Regions from separate parts of the Mus musculus genome. Here region 2 is linked to region 1. The links are chromatin contacts, called in public Hi-C maps. All regions are on one chromosome and are shown on one strand. The core of a region is the stretch at or near the end of the contact, and the rest is flanking DNA. Distances in the headings are between cores, read along the strand shown.

Evidence for each region. Hi-C and Micro-C count contacts between places; a contact is called where the count stands out from the background.
Region 2: a Hi-C map of the N1E-115 cell line shows a contact between it and region 1, with 9 times the contacts expected there. The contact joins two enhancer-like sites. A contact is called at or near these places in 1 of 39 promoter capture datasets (hippocampal neurons), 21 of 484 Hi-C or Micro-C datasets (the C3H10T1/2 cell line, the G1E-ER4 cell line, the N1E-115 cell line and 10 more) and 1 of 9 other capture datasets (embryonic stem cells).

The regions. Positions count from the first base shown.
Region 1 is chr1:178,702,451-178,706,782 of GRCm38.p6, reverse strand. All of the region lies in intron 3 of Kif26b (kinesin family member 26B), which reads right to left. Among named protein-coding and RNA genes, the nearest start is that of Gm24405, 68 kb to the right of the region's middle. Within about 2 kb of position 1,817, at least 1 of the 459 cell types and tissues checked has an H3K27ac peak or open chromatin away from gene starts, as enhancers often do. A contact at or near this core is called in the N1E-115 cell line, where this site is marked.
Region 2 is chr1:179,134,819-179,139,150 of GRCm38.p6, reverse strand. The region is part of intron 5 of Smyd3 (SET and MYND domain containing 3); the gene reads left to right. Among named protein-coding and RNA genes, the nearest start is that of Gm31349, 190 kb to the left of the region's middle. Within about 2 kb of position 2,605, at least 53 of the 459 cell types and tissues checked have an H3K27ac peak or open chromatin away from gene starts, as enhancers often do. A contact at or near this core is called in the N1E-115 cell line, where this site is marked.

The DNA of each region.
Region 1 (4,332 bases), core at 568-3,067:
TCTTCTGGATATATGCCCAGGAGAGGTATTGCTGGATCCTCCGGTAGTACTATATCCAGTTTTCTGAGGAACCGCCAGACTGATTTCCATAGTGGTTGTACAAGCCTGCAATCCCACCAACAATGGAGGAGTGTTCCTCTTTCTCCACATCCACGCCAGCATCTGCTGTCACCTGAATTTTTGATCTTAGCCATTCTGACTGGTGTGAGGTGGAATCTCAGGGTTGTTTTGATTTGCATTTCCCTGATGATTAAGGATGTTGAGCATTTTTTCAGGTGCTTCTCTGCCATTCGGTATTCCTTAAGACAAAGGACAAGACCATCGAGACAGAGCTATCTCAGGCATACGTTAGTTCATCTTTGCAGGCATGCTAAATCACAATGCTTTAATGGAGAACCTCCAATCATGTGTCTCAGTGATTTATTAGCGTCATATAAGATGAGGAGTCTAGTAGGCTTGGAAAGAGGGCATCAGGTATCCTTAGAAGCACCATCATCACCATGAGTGTGGCTTGGCAATGGTGGTAAAAAAGTGGTATATTCAGCTTTGTTTTAAATTATTTTATGTGTGTGCTAATTATTGTATGCCTCCATATATGTCTGTGCACCACACAGTGCCTATAGAGTCTAAAAGAGGGAATTCCAGAGATCTCTGGAACGTGAGCTACAATGATGAGCTCCATGTGGATGCTGGGAGTTGAACCTGGGTCCTCTGAGAAAGCAGCCAGTGGTCCTAACTGCTGAGATCTCAATCCAGCCTAAAAGCACCATGTTTAATCCTGTCAACACCACTGTTATCGACAAGGGTATCAACTCTGCCGCATGGGAAAACGCTGGAGCAACGAATGCCATTGGCCTTGGTCAGTCTCTATCCTTGAGATGATAGATTCTGAGCAAGAGACAAACAATAAAAATTTGCATAAGGGGTGGAAAATGAAGCAGGGAGAGTGTGTCCCTCTGTCAGCTTGGTGCTGGCTGGCTGCAGCCACAGCTAGAGCAGGAAGTCTCAGAAAATGGGATCAAGGACCATAAGAACTCAGAAGCCAGGAGAGGAGAAATCAGGTCAGAGGCCATTCTCACTGCCCTGCCTCAGTTTTCCTTCCAGAAAACATGCTTTTTAGTTTAACTCAGAGCCGTGTAGTACTAGAAGACTCACAAGCACAGAAAACCAGAGACCCATTTCACAAACTGAGCTGTTGTTCTCCTGCCTAAAAAATAACCCTAGGCTTGGAAGACAAAGGCTGGACAGATCTAAATGTCTGAATACTGGCCCTATGTAACTCTTGCAAAATGGCTGTGTTTGTTAGTGATGCTGCCGAGGGTACATATAACGACATTAAGAGACTACACATTAGATTAGCTGGAACTGCAGTAGCATTTAATTCTAATACAGATCATGGCCTTTTCCATTTATGTTTAATCGGCCATGTTTTCTTGTCTGTAGAGGTCATCAGGATGTATCTCTAAGACTTCCAGAGTCTGTCACTGCTCTTTGTCTATATCTGAGCAATGCTTGTTGCAAGAGAGCAACGGTGCATCATGAGCTGGAACTGAAGAGCAGCCTACTTCCTTACATTTCCTTGAACTTCAACAGGCACGCACGCATGCACACATACACACTCGCACACACGCGTGCACACACACAGTGTCAGAGAGAGAGAGAGAGAGAAAGAGAGAGAGAGAGAGAGAGAGAGAGAGAGAGAGAGAGAGCTAAACAGTTTTTTAGGATAGACAATACTCAGTTGTAAGTAACCCACCGTAGCCTGAAAAATGGTCAGCAAGCTCAATTCAAAAACAACTTTGCAGTCTGCACAAGTGAGGAAACAATGTCAGGCATGCATGCATGCATGAGTATATGAGCGCTCTTCAAAATGGTAGAAAGGAGAGAAGAGCTCATAGAAGATGCAGGGATGAGGCATGCAGTTGCTGGAGACTAGATACAGAAACCACAACAGCATAAATCATAGCCAGAAACAAGCCAGAGGCAGGCTGGACCGAATGGAATTGGTATTGTCATCCCAGTGTCTGGAAAAGGGTGTGGCAGGCACTGGACCCTCAGTTAATGCTGTACGGACTAAGAAGAACTATTGTGGGGCTGGCTCAGTTGGAACAAAATTGGAAGCTTTGAATAAATCAGTTTCCTAATCTAGCCCAGTTTCCCCAGTGAGGGGAGCTGGTATATCTGGAATGAAATGACAGAACATGGCTGAGTGTGCCCTGTGGTCTAAGCCATAATGAAACACAAAGCGAGAACATTTAAAAATATAATGACATCCTTAAGTTTATCCTTACTCAGCCTTTCAGTGGCCTTTATGTGAAACCTTATGAACACGCCTGTGAAGAGACAACAGCAATAACATTACCCACTAGCACTGAAACCACTCGGGTGAACAAGGACTGACGTGTGGTCAGCTGACTGACCCATGATGCACTGCCCTACGTGGTTCCGGTTTTGACTTCATCTCATATTTTCTGTTTACCAACTGAAGAAATGGAAAATTCTGCACAATCAAAAAAAAAAAAGAGCCAGAAAAGCTCTTATATACTAGACCAAGTTTTATATGTCTATTGACACCTGTCAAGAAATCTGTCATAAGAGAGCAGAGCTCAAAACTAATTGAAGATCTCTGGCATACACAGAGAAAAGCGAACATTGTCTATGGGTGAGCTTTAAAAGCCAGGGTTCAGTTGTACACAAAGTTCCAGCTGCAGGACCTCATTACAGTCAGTTAACCTCGCCACATCCTAATGGTTCAAATCAGAGGTACGCCAGAAGGAATATTTGGCTAGAGGGACCCTCAGATATCTTTATTCTCAAAAATGGCTTAAGACTCAAAACCAATCTGCTAACCCTTCCCCCCACAAACCTACACACAAAATGGCCAGCTGGAGGGCTGAGCTCATGGCACTCTCTGACAGTTTGGGGATCAGTCTCTTCCCCTCTGAGTTTAGGGTCACTTGCTGTATCTGTCACACCATTCCTACAAGTCAGGGACAGCATGTCACAGTCACAGCGTTGTCTGCTGTGAAGCTCCCGGCCGCTGACCCTAATCAAGCAGATCTTAATCTTGTTACTGAACCCACGACCTTTGGCCTCCGATGCTTTCTAAACTGGTCCATCTAACAGGCCTAGCTTATTAACTAAATATGCTTATATGTGTCATCGCCCTCCCCTTCTCTGAGAAAAGTAACATTGAGAACGCTTTGGAACTTGAGTAATGCCCAAATACTCTCTCTACTTCCGTAATTACAAATTCTCATAGAGAACACTAAAATACAGTTTTTAAACATTTTTTTTTAAATCCTGGACCTCATGACTTGTAAAACAAAATTCCAAAGTTAATTTTTTTCTTTTTCAGATTTATTCAAATTTATCTAATATGTCAAATTCTCCTGTCCACATAAAATTATCAAAGAGGTTTTCTGTGTGGTAAGCCAGGACTAGAAATGTGTCTAATCTTGTTGTATTTTTAAATACTCTGCTTTTTCCATCATGGCTGTAATATTCCATCTAGTGTCCCGGATTTTTCGTTAGAGAGTTCTGCTCAGATTTCGCCCCTGTTCATTGAAGACGTAACTTTTTTTGTCGTATTTTGTATACTATGGTTTTTCCCAAGCTCAGCTGTGTTTTCCACTTGTATGTGGGTCAGAGTCAACACCAACTGACATTGTGGCCATATCTAACTAGACTCCCCTAGCTAACCAACCAGAGCCAACAAGATTGGCATTCCCCAACACCTCAGGGAGCCCAGCCAGCACACTTGATTCTCAGAGCTGGACCTGGGGGTTCATCTCTGCCATATCTACCCTTTTGTTATAAGCCTTGGGTCCCTGGAGTGTGCTATTTAAAACAGCTGATCTTTAGGGATTCTTGCCTTTCATACACACTTGAAAAGCTATTCATCCGCGCCTCAGTTAAAAGACTACACTGCATTTGAAACTCAGTCTTGCTGGAGTTGACCCCAAACAGTTATTTCTTTAATAATCTTTTCTAAGAGAGCAACAATATCTCAACTAAACCTATCATCTCACTCCCATGCCAACCTACAAACCATGACCGTATCCTCAACAGAAAGCAATTGTAGAGGCTGTGCTGTTTCCATATATGTGGGGTAATCATACAAATAGGTCTCAGTTCCTACATCCAAGGCCTGGAATCAACCAGGCCATCTCAGAAAGAAACCCGTGCCAAAAGCTACGATTTTCAGAACAGACAAAGATACTCCCACTTGTAGTAACCTTTCCCCAGTGGACAGCAATTTCTTCACTTTGGAAGGTCATGTCCATGAACCTAGTGGAGTAAGCTTTATTACCTTAAACAGTCTTCTTGACA
Region 2 (4,332 bases), core at 1,356-3,855, 430 kb before region 1:
CCACTGCATCTCTCAGAATCACTAGCCTTAAGCCGAAGATACTAGTATTACTGACCACAAGAGCTTCTTACGAAATTGATGCCAGTAGACATGTACCTAAAATAGGTCTTTGTCATTGTGATGGCTGGTTTTATGTCAACTTGACACAAGCTATGGTCGTTAGAGAAGAGGGAGACTCAATTGAGACAATGCCTCCATAATATCAGACTGCATAGGGCATTTTCTTAATTAGTGATTGATGGGGGTGGGCCCAACCCATTGAGGGTGGTGCCATCCTGGGGCTGGTGGTCCTGATTCTATAAGAAAGCAGGCTGAGCAAGCCTGTAAACAGCTCCCCTCCATGGCTTCTGCATCAGCTCCTGCCTCCAAGTTCCTGCCCTGCTTGAGTTCCTGTTCTGACTTCCTTCATTGAAGAACAGTGATGAGGAACTGTAAGCCACATAAACCCTTTCCTCCCCAATTTGCTTTTGTTCACAGTGTTTCATCACAGCAACATAACTCTCACTAAGACAACTACTTATTTATTCTTTGAGACTTTGAGACAAAAATATATTCATACAATATACTTTGGTTTTGTTTTTTTCTTCCCCCAACTTTTCTCAGCCCCCCCCCCTCCACTTCCCTACCTACTCAACTTAAAGTTCTTTTTCTCTTAGAAAAAAACAAATAAACAACAAAACCCTAGGAGTCCAGTTTGTATTGGCCACCCACTCATAAGTGTGGGCCTTCTTTGTGATGTGGGTGATAACCCTCTTCAGTGAAGAAAACTGATTTCCCTTCACCAGCAGCTATCAGTTGCAGATATCGTCCTGGTTCTGGGTAGGACTTCATGCCCACTTCCTTTCCCTCGGATGGGCTGGGATCTTGTCTGGCCTGAGCTTGTGCAGATCTTGTGCATGTTGTCACGGTCTCTGTGGCTTCACGTGCGCATCTCTCCTGTTGTGTCTAGAAACTGCCGTTTCCTTTGAAGTCATCCGCTTCTGCCTCTTAAAATCTTTCTGACCCACCTTCTACATAGGTCCTTGAGAGGAGGGGTATGATGCAGATATTCCAATTAGAGCACTTCAAAGTCTCTTCTTCCCCACAGTTGACCAACTGTGAGGCTCCGTGTTAATTACTACCTAATACAAGAAGCAGCTTTTCTGATGGTGGCTTAGTGATCACTGGTCTGTGTGGGTATAGCAACATGCCATCTGGGCCTGTTTAATTACTATGTTCATTTAGAAATAATAGGAGTGGATGTTCCCTTAGGGTCTGTGATCTGTTGAGCCTCCGGTTCTTGCCTTCAGTGATAATGCGAGCTGTGTGTATGGGTGTTTTGTCTGCATGTATGTATGTGTCCACAAGCATGCTCGGTGCTCATGGAGGCCAGGAGAGTTATTAGATCCCTGGGACTGGAGTTACAGTTGTAAGCTGCCATGTGGGTATTGGTAGTTGAACCTGGGTCCTCTGGAAGAGCAGCCAGTGCTCTTAACCCCTGAGCCATCTCTCCAGCCCCCTACCCTCAATGATTTTTTTCTTCCTTTTTAAATTGGTGCTGGAATGGACACCTAGAGCTTCCTGTGGCTAAGCAAGTATGGTACCAGTGACTGAGACCCCCCATATACCAATGAAGTATGCCTGTGTCTTAGAGTCACTCTTAGGGTTCTTGAGTAATTTCATCCTTATAACTTTCACATGATTCTCTCCCTGATGTTTTGAATTTTTTGCTGGTGGTTTGGTGGCATCCAGGCTGTTTCTGATAGTGTCTGAGCCATTCCCCGTGCTCCTCAGTGTGCTCCTCCCCATTGCATGGGTTTTGCAATTTCTCCACATCCTCACCAAATTGATTTTTTATTTTTAAATGATAGCCACCTAGTGGTGGTGTTGTGGTATGTCCTTGTGGTTGTTTCAAGGTGTCTGGATAACATATAAGAGCTGTGTCCTCTTAGGAGCCAGGTCGGTCACATCGTGCTTTTGACTGAGAGTCAGTGATCTTCTTGCCTTTCCCAAAGGCAGGTGAGAGATGAATGGATGTCACTTAAACGGCGGCTGAGCCTGGCCTCAGAGGGGCCAGCCCGTGACTCCTCACTCTGGAATCTACTTGTTCACAGGTGTTGCAGGCCTGGCTCCAGCCCAGCACAACATTTTCCCTGGAGGAATGCCACGCTGTGGATTTTCTTGTCTGCAGACGCTCTTGTTGCCAGACCTTACAGACAGGCTCGGGGAGCGTTCGGTCTGGCGGGCCTTGCCAGCTAGTGCCTGTGCATGACCCTTTGGTGGAGCGCTGCCAGGGAAGCCTGGGCGCTTGCAGGCACATGTGGGCGTGGCTGGGCACTCCCCGCCTCTTCCAATTGTTCTTAGATGGGCAAGGCTTCTCTTCTCAGCCCTTACCTTGGACTTCCTCCTGTGTCCCATCATTCAGCTGCCTGAGTCCCCACTTCCTTCCTGGAACTGAAGGTGCTGACCTTCTGCAGAAGGGACTGGAATTGTTCACATACACACCATTTGCATGGCTGAGAGGCTGGGAGGAAGCACTTGACAGGCAGACCTCCCACTTCGACCTGCCCCAGTTTGCATCTTGGATTTCCTCAGGGAAAATGGTCCCTCCTGCTATTGATTCACAGCTAAGATGAGATGTGATTACATAAGCTGAAAGTGCACTGCTGGCCAAGAAATGGTAGCTCTTGTCAGAGACCTCCAGCAGCTTCTCAAAGAGGCAGCCAGCCTTCTGTGATGCGTTAGTTACCAAGCATCATGGGCGTTTGATGAGTGAGGCTTAGGAACATTTAGATAAATGCTTTGTTTTGTTTCATTTCTTCATGTTTTCTAATAATTTAATTTTTCAAAGTAGCAATTTTACCTGTGTTTCTTTTATAGTGGGTTTTTTTTTTTTTAAGAATTTTATTTTGTTTGAGATAGGGTTTCATTATATAGTTGATGCTGGTCAGAAACGCACTATGTTGCCCAGGATAGCCTTAAACACACAGCAATCCTCCTGCCTCAGTTTTCTAAGTGCATGCACCCATCCAGTTTTTAAAGTGTCTTCATGTTTTTACTACTCACCCTCACAGGCCGTCCCATTATTCTAACCTACCTGGTGTAAGGGGAGGTGACAGGTCAACTAAGGGATCCATATTCCCAGCCAAGGATGCAAACTTGACTTGCTGACCAGGATCTTCCCTGCCTTTGAAACAAGCCCAGAGCTGCCTGCAGATGTTTGTAACTCAGATGTGGGAGGTGAGTGACTGTGTGACAAGAAATAAGCTCCAAGCACTTGGCTCCAAAACATGTCAGGGGAAAAAATGCCCATTGCAGAAGACAGACAGGGAAAAAACATGCGCCCCAGGAAGCTAGCCGCCCATGTGCCCTCTAACAGTCGCCTAGTCAGAAACCCGACTGCCAGGTGCTCATTCGCTGTGTGTGTGTGTGTATGTGTGTGTGTGCATGCGCATGCACGCGAGCTCTGCCTGTGTGTGTACATGGGTATGTGTGTATTTTTTTGTATATTAACATTTTTACTGCTCTGGGAGTTTCATGTCATGCACTCTGATCTTAATCCCTTCACAGTTCCATGTCTTCCCGCTTGCCCCTAAAAGAAGTAAAAAATAATTTTAAAACGGGGAGGGGAGAGTCCATTTTTGTGATATCTGTATACTTGCTGGAACATCGTCAGATTCTTAGTAGCATGTCCCTTAAATAGAGCTGAGCCCTTCCCTCCCCACACCTCTGCCCAAACCCATCAATTGTGAAGAGTTGCTCTTTGGCTTTTTGACACACTTTTTTAGCTCAGTTTTCCTCATTGGATATTCGGGCAAATTTTGTTGTTGTTGTTGTTTTTGTTTTTGTTTGTTTTTTTGTTTTTGTTTCTGATGTAACATATGGCCATGCCCCAGTTTATATCAGATAAACTTAACAGTTTCTTTGAAGTAGCACTGTCTAGTCTGGATAAGGACAGTTATAAATACCAAAGAGTCAGCAGTCACCTATATGAGAAGAAAATGAACGAGTATATGGTTATTGCCACAATACATTTCTACAAGCTCCGTGGCTATTAAAGCCTATAAGTTATCACCTTCAGTTTCGTGGACCAGGAATCCAGCCTTTGCTTTTCTGAACTAAAACTCAAGGTGTCAGCACGAGGTTCTAGGGGAAATGTGCACGAGGACCCTTACCGGCTTCTGTCTACCATTGTAGTTCCTCAGCTCAGGGCCTCTCCCTCTGCCAGGGCAAGGCAGGTCAACTTAGTGAGAAATCTGGACCGCAGGACATGTCCTCTCCCAGGGGATAAAGTGGAATAATGGACTTCGAATCATAGATTCCTCAGCTGTGGTTTGGCGTGCACACTCCCTT